Regions from separate parts of the Anser cygnoides genome. Here region 1 is linked to region 2. The links are chromatin contacts, called in public Hi-C maps. All regions are on one chromosome and are shown on one strand. The core of a region is the stretch at or near the end of the contact, and the rest is flanking DNA. Distances in the headings are between cores, read along the strand shown. Region 1 overlaps EFHB (EF-hand domain family member B). Region 2 overlaps LOC125179634 (a long non-coding RNA gene).

The links. Hi-C and Micro-C count contacts between places; a contact is called where the count stands out from the background.
Region 1: a contact with region 2 is called in a Hi-C map of granulosa cells, with 2.5 times the contacts expected there. The contact joins two enhancer-like sites. A contact is called at or near these places in 2 of 7 Hi-C or Micro-C datasets (granulosa cells and liver).

What each region holds. Positions count from the first base shown.
Region 1 is chr2:39,364,658-39,367,798 of Taihu_goose_T2T_genome, reverse strand. It overlaps EFHB (EF-hand domain family member B), which reads left to right. Exons shown (of 13, transcript XM_066991888.1): 13 at 131-2,943. The coding sequence ends at 286. Among named protein-coding and RNA genes, the nearest start is that of RAB5A, 16 kb to the left of the region's middle. Within about 2 kb of position 1,833, at least 1 of the 3 cell types and tissues checked has open chromatin away from gene starts, as enhancers often do.
Region 2 is chr2:39,066,217-39,069,325 of Taihu_goose_T2T_genome, reverse strand. It overlaps LOC125179634 (a long non-coding RNA gene), which reads right to left. Exons shown (of 5, transcript XR_001203625.3): 3 at 1,876-1,975; 4 at 1,500-1,596; 5 at 1-953. Among named protein-coding and RNA genes, the nearest start is that of KCNH8, 18 kb to the left of the region's middle. Within about 2 kb of position 1,380, at least 1 of the 3 cell types and tissues checked has open chromatin away from gene starts, as enhancers often do.

The sequences.
Region 1 (3,141 bases), core at 584-3,083, 300 kb before region 2:
CAGGATGTGGTCTGTACTTTTTAATTAAGAGAGGAAGAATATTCTTTGGCGAATTGATTGCCAATATATGTAAAAGCTGGACTCTAAAGAAAATGCCAGCCGGAATTACTTGAGTTGTATTATTTTGTAGGTTGCACAAATTCTCCGCAACATTGGTATGAACATTTCAGATGAAAGATTTGAAGAGATATGGAAGCAAGCCTGTATGAAACAACAGAACGAAGAGGTTTGCATACAAAATGTCAGGAATATACTGGATGAGATAAATGCAACGCCCAAAGACTAGAATTAGCAATTGTTTTGTGTGCGTGTGATGCATATATTTAAATTGACATCAGTCATAATTCTGGTGCTGAATACAATAAACATTTTAAATAGGATGTTTTTATATAACTAGAGTTCACTGTTTATTGTCTTTCTGAATACTGCATTCACCGCAAATTTATATAAATGTTTCTGCCCTAGTTGCAGTTACTAGGAACCGATATCCGTATGAAAAAAAGAGGATACATGTACAACATGTTTGTGAAAGGAATTCAAATTTTTGTCTTACATTCTTTATCATTTTTTTTAAAACATTGTTTCTAAGTCTAAATCATAATACTTTAGAAATGGACACTTCTGCATTTAGGATTTTTCTCTCTCTGGAAGACCTCTTAAAGATAATTATCATAGAAAAACATCTACCCTTGTTTCTAATGTTCTATAACTCCTCGTCAGTAAAATGGTAGCAAACAGAGAACTGTCTAGGGTGTTATTTGATGTGTTTAAAAATCCGTGTGACAAAGTGCTTTACAGTAAGATACTTGGTCGTGGGTGTGGGGCTAAAGCATTTTCATGAAGTAGACACCATAAGAATCAATCTGTTAAGTGCAAAAATAAATGCCCAATTGTGCGGCAGAGGGTTCGTATTCTATATCCCAGCTTATGGCTATTAGGTACTAGTATTGAATTTTCACAATAAAAAAAGAATGGATATTTAGAAGAATATTTGCGTATTACATAAAAATACAGACTAGTAGTCAGAGAAGTTTAGGAGGTCTTTCAGAGTGCTAACTGTTCACCTTTGGCTAGTGCAATTTCTTGGGAATAGTGATCATAGACGAAGCCTTGTGAATCACTATGGAAATCCCAATGAATATATTATGAAGTAAAGTAAGAATAAACAATGGAAAGTAAATAATACTAAAATCTGCAACTGTGAATTGAAGTGTTCATTCTTTACCTACTTTACTGAGTTTGGTATGAAACCAATGGAAAGTGTTTGGTATTGGCAGTGAGAATAATTGCTTTTAGATTTTTTTTTCAATTGAAAAAAATCTAAAAGAAAAATCCTTGCCCAATGTGATAATAGAATACAGGATTTCAGGAACAATATTGCTTTCTCACCTATCAGTGCTTCCATTATGTTACAACAGCAAGATTTAAAGAATTATTTAATGTTGGTGGCCAAAATTGTTACCAAGTTCTCAAATGTAAGTGAAGGTTGTATTTATTTTAAATACTAAGAATGATTGTGTAACGTCAGTTTAAAATTTAGTTGTGTTGCTTTTTTTCACTTAGCACTTGTGATTGTTGAGCTTACTCTTTCACTGATTTTCTAGGAGTTTGTAATTTACCGGTTTGTACAAAAACATCTCCCTTCTGGATCAAGTAACAACAGAAAATGCTGAGTCAAGTAATTCTGAAGTTTTAGCAACAAAGGGTTCAGTGACTCATCTTTTTAATTATTATTGCAGAATTTTAATAGTAGCTGTCTTGCATCATGTAGAAAAAATGTGCTTTCTGGTATCTCCAGGGAGCAGCAGGTAGTGGAAATCTTTCCTGCTGTGAATGAAAGTTGTTCTGTACTTTTGTTGCCTTGCCTTCCCATCCTTCTGGATCTCTCTGCATGCACTGGGAAGTGTGCAGAAAGCAGACTGACAATCTGAAGTGAAATCATGACAGAAAGATGAATGTACTGCTAATTTAAAATTGCATTTATTGCGTCAGGATTTAACCACCTCGGTGCAGTTCCCTAGAGCTCCTCTGCTCATACAAGGTAGGAGGGAAGAAACCTTTGCCTTCATGTGGTCCAATTCCAAAAGTATCAGACAGAATTACTGTTAAAGAACATGTTGCTGTTCTTGTTCAATAGAAAATTTTGGGTGAAAAGTTTAAGCTTACTACAGAGAAAAATGGGGGAAAAAATCAGATGTGAATATTCATAGAAGAGATTTTTGTTTGTTCAGCAGCTAAAAACTGTATACCATATTTTTGGATCTACTGTAGAGATGCCCCCTTTCATTCCTTTACTTTCAGTAGAATATTTTCCTTTGTCAGTGAAACAGATTTAACATCGTTCTTGGGCAGTCAGCTAAATAAGTCTATAATAATCATAATACTTAAAAAAAAAAAAAAAAAAAGACCAGTTTTGGCTTTTCTTGAAACTATGTTTCTGACCTCGTACTAAAGGTTTCCTTCTGAGTTTGTATTTTATATGTACTGGAAGTGCTGCTCACCTAAACTTACCTCTTTTATAGAAGTAAAGAGAATAATGGCTTAATCACTGCACAGAGCTGTAAATTCTACTTGTAGGTTGTTGTTTTCCATTACATGCTTATGAGACCTCTGAAAGATTTAATTTCTGTGACACAGCCAGTTAATTCTGTGGAGTTTCTGAATCCTTTTGTTTGTTTCCTTTTGTTAAATGCTTTATGCACAGAGTCTTCGTGAAGATCTTTATACTTCATTTTTGTCTTTACAACATGTATGAATTCAAAGATACATTTATAAACTTTTAAAGCTCCAAGTTGTGTTCGTGATTTTGTGGTTCCTATGGGCCATATCCAAGGCAAGGTTTTCTGGAAATGGTTAGCAAAACAACCTTCACTATGACTTAAACATGCATTCTAAAAACAAACACACAAATTTAGCACTCAGGTAGATTTATTTTGTTAACAGCTACATTACAAAACAACAGGGATTGTAAGTATGTTGATTTTGTAGACAAAACAAGTAAACAGAAAATTCTGATAAAGGTAAGTGTCTGGGCAAAAAAAAAAAATCTGGCCAAATTTTCTTCATATAATTTTCTTAAAAGTAGGCACTGGCTAAAATACACAGCACATTCAGATGTTAATATGCTCTCTCTCCATTCAT
Region 2 (3,109 bases), core at 131-2,630:
GTGGATGGAATTATGCATACGTTTCTTCACAATTTACACTCCAAATGGGACTCCTGCCTAATGTTGATGTTAAGTGAATACTATCATAAGCACGTGCAGAAAGAGACCATATATGATATATAGGAAAGCAGTAGGTGAAGCCATTTGGTGAAATAATCGTACTCCTCAGTCATGTGAAAGCAAGGGTTGTCCAAAAAGAGTAAACAACAACTCTGTACATAATGAGTACAGAAGCCACAGATTAGTCCTCCTGTATTTTTATTTTGCCCAATGTTATGGGTAGTTAACCAGAGGAGTTTACTTTAGGAGATGACTAGAGAAAGAATTCAAAGTATTGACTGTCAGATTTGAAAGCAGGGGAAAGGCACCTTTAAGAGGCTTAATCACCCATCCCAATTACTGAAAGCAGTAGACAAATATTTCCAGTGAACTGTTTACTTACAGTGAACATGAATTGCAACAACATTTCCAAAGCCTTTTTCTTGGTCTGGAATCCGTTTTTTTTTGGGGGGGGGGTAGCAGGGGATGCACCTCTTAGATGCTACCTCCTTACCTCAGAAAGTCTTAACTCCCTAAAGCTGATTCCATTTCAGAAGCTGAAAACCCTGGTTTCTCCAGATGGTTATTATTCTCTTCCTTACATTGCCACTTTATTCTTTATTTAGCATAGTCTTTCATGTGTACTTCAACAGAATGAATGACACCCCCCCCCAATAAATAAATAAATACACATCTAGATTTAACTTACAGAAACAGCATCCAAACCTTAAAACATGCTTTGACCTACTCCAAGTATAAGATAGTGCTGAGTTAACCTTATCCAAAGGTGCAGTCATTTTTAGGTCACAGGAATAGGTATTTTAATTATTTCTCATATATTCTTCATGAGTTATCTGATGAAGTGCAAGCCTCATTCTTGAACCAAAAGATTACACAGTAACTCTTATTTCACCCTGAAAGTGCAAAAACAAGCCAGTAACAAAAACAAGCTGTTCAGTAGTGATTCAGCAAATGCACCAGAAATGCAACTCTTCTACTTGAAAAACTTGGGTTGTGTGTTACAACTCCAGAATGATTAGCTTTTTATCACACGTCTAAAAGCGTTTTTTAAGAAACCAGGAAGATATGGATGAATAAATTGTTGCAGTACTTATGGATTAAGCAAAGCTATTGAGTTTCAGGATAAAGAAAATACACACAGATTTTTACTTTTAAACACAGCTATGGGTCTTCTTTCAGACAGAATGAAGAATTGCAGCATCCCCCACCTCCCTGTTCCTTGTATCTCTTTCATGAATGATATTAAAGACTTCAAAGTATGGTTTTACATACTACATCAAGGAAAAGATTTTTCACTGCCTGGCCACTGATGGGGCAAGATCCCCACCTAGCGCATCCCGCACCGCATTGCAGCGGGTGCGACTCGGCATTCTCTCAGCCCCAGCAGGTACACGGCCAGGAGTAAAACATACATTGCATACATATACACATGTACTCACAGTATATTCACTGTTACTGCTTTGCGACTGCAAAAGAGTTGGTTGCAAATGCAGCTTCATTTGGCCTTTTAAGCATAATTTCAGGTGTGAGATAAGCCTACAAGAAATACAGGCATCAGATTAATTTTTCTCTCTAACATAAGGAAGAAGGAGTTGTACAAGACAAAAAAAGGACTAATTTCAAGGTAGGAGTGTTTAGAAGAGGGTGAGGTTCACTCACACAAAGTGCTAATCTTACAGAATTCCTACACTTACAGAAAAACAGCAAGGACTCACTTTGCACATACACAGTTCACCCATTAGAAATGACAGGAAGAACACAAACATATTAGAACACTGAAGTGTGGTTATTCACAACAGAAAGACTGTGCTCTACCTGTGCAATACAACCACAGCCCAAGTATTTGTATGAAGTGATTCTGAATACAGCTTTCTCTTGATCTCTAGGTGATGCTGTGTAAAATTGAAGGTCCATGCTTCAGAAAGATGAATACCGGAAACAAAGAGAAAGACATGGAAATAATTGCATAAATGAAAATCTTTACTTCTGGAGTTGGCTTGGAAACTATGATAGGAAAAATAAAGTTTACATTGTAAATGTCAACATGGGGCAGATGTTGACATGGGTCTTGTACATGTGTGAACTTCAGAATCAAAAGTGAAATTTATCTTTTGAACACTCAGAAACAATCTTAGGGTTGTAATCAGTACCAAAGTCTAGCTGGAGATTAATTACTAGTGGTGTACTGCAGGTGTAAAGACTGTGGCCAATACTTATTGACTCCTTCATTAGTGACCTAGATAATAGAATAGAGTGTACCACCAGAGCATTTGTAGATAATACAAAACTGGGAGGAGTGGTTGATACACCAGATAGTTGTGCTTCAACTCAGGAGGACCTCAGCACACTGAAAAATAAATCCAACAGCAACATCGTTAAATTCAACGCAGGGAAACGTCAAGTCCTGCACTCAAGGAGGAATAATCCCAGACAAAAGTACATGCTGTTAGTTGTACAGCCCCCCCCCCCCCGCCCCCAATGCCTACCATCTAGAAGACAACTCTAGAGAGAGCATTCTTGGGGTCTGGTTCCAGGGGACAACAAGCTGACCAGGAGCCATCAATATACCTTTGGAGGAAAGATAGCTAACAATATCCTGAATTGTATTTGGAAGAGCACTGACAGTAGGTCAAAGAAGGATTTCTTCCCCATCCCTCTTCAGTTCGGGCAGTCATATCAGCAGTGCTGGGTCCAGACTATTCCCCATTACAAGAGAGAAATGGACTTACTGAAGAAAGTTCAGCAAAGGGCTACAAACATGATTAAGCTTGTAGCACATGATGTCCCAGAATAGGCTGGGACCATTCAGCATGGAGAAAAAAAGTCTTTTGTGTATGTGGGGAGGTATTATATGCACACTGATAAGGCGCTCTGATTGGGGGAAGCGAAGATGAGGGAGCCAGACTTCTCTTCGCAGTGCTCACTTGACAGTGGTCAAGACACTAGAGACAAATTAAAACAAATGAAGTTTTATCTGAATACAGACTAACAAACAAAAACACCACAATTTTTGCATTGTAAGCATGACCAAACAGTGGCACAGGTTGCC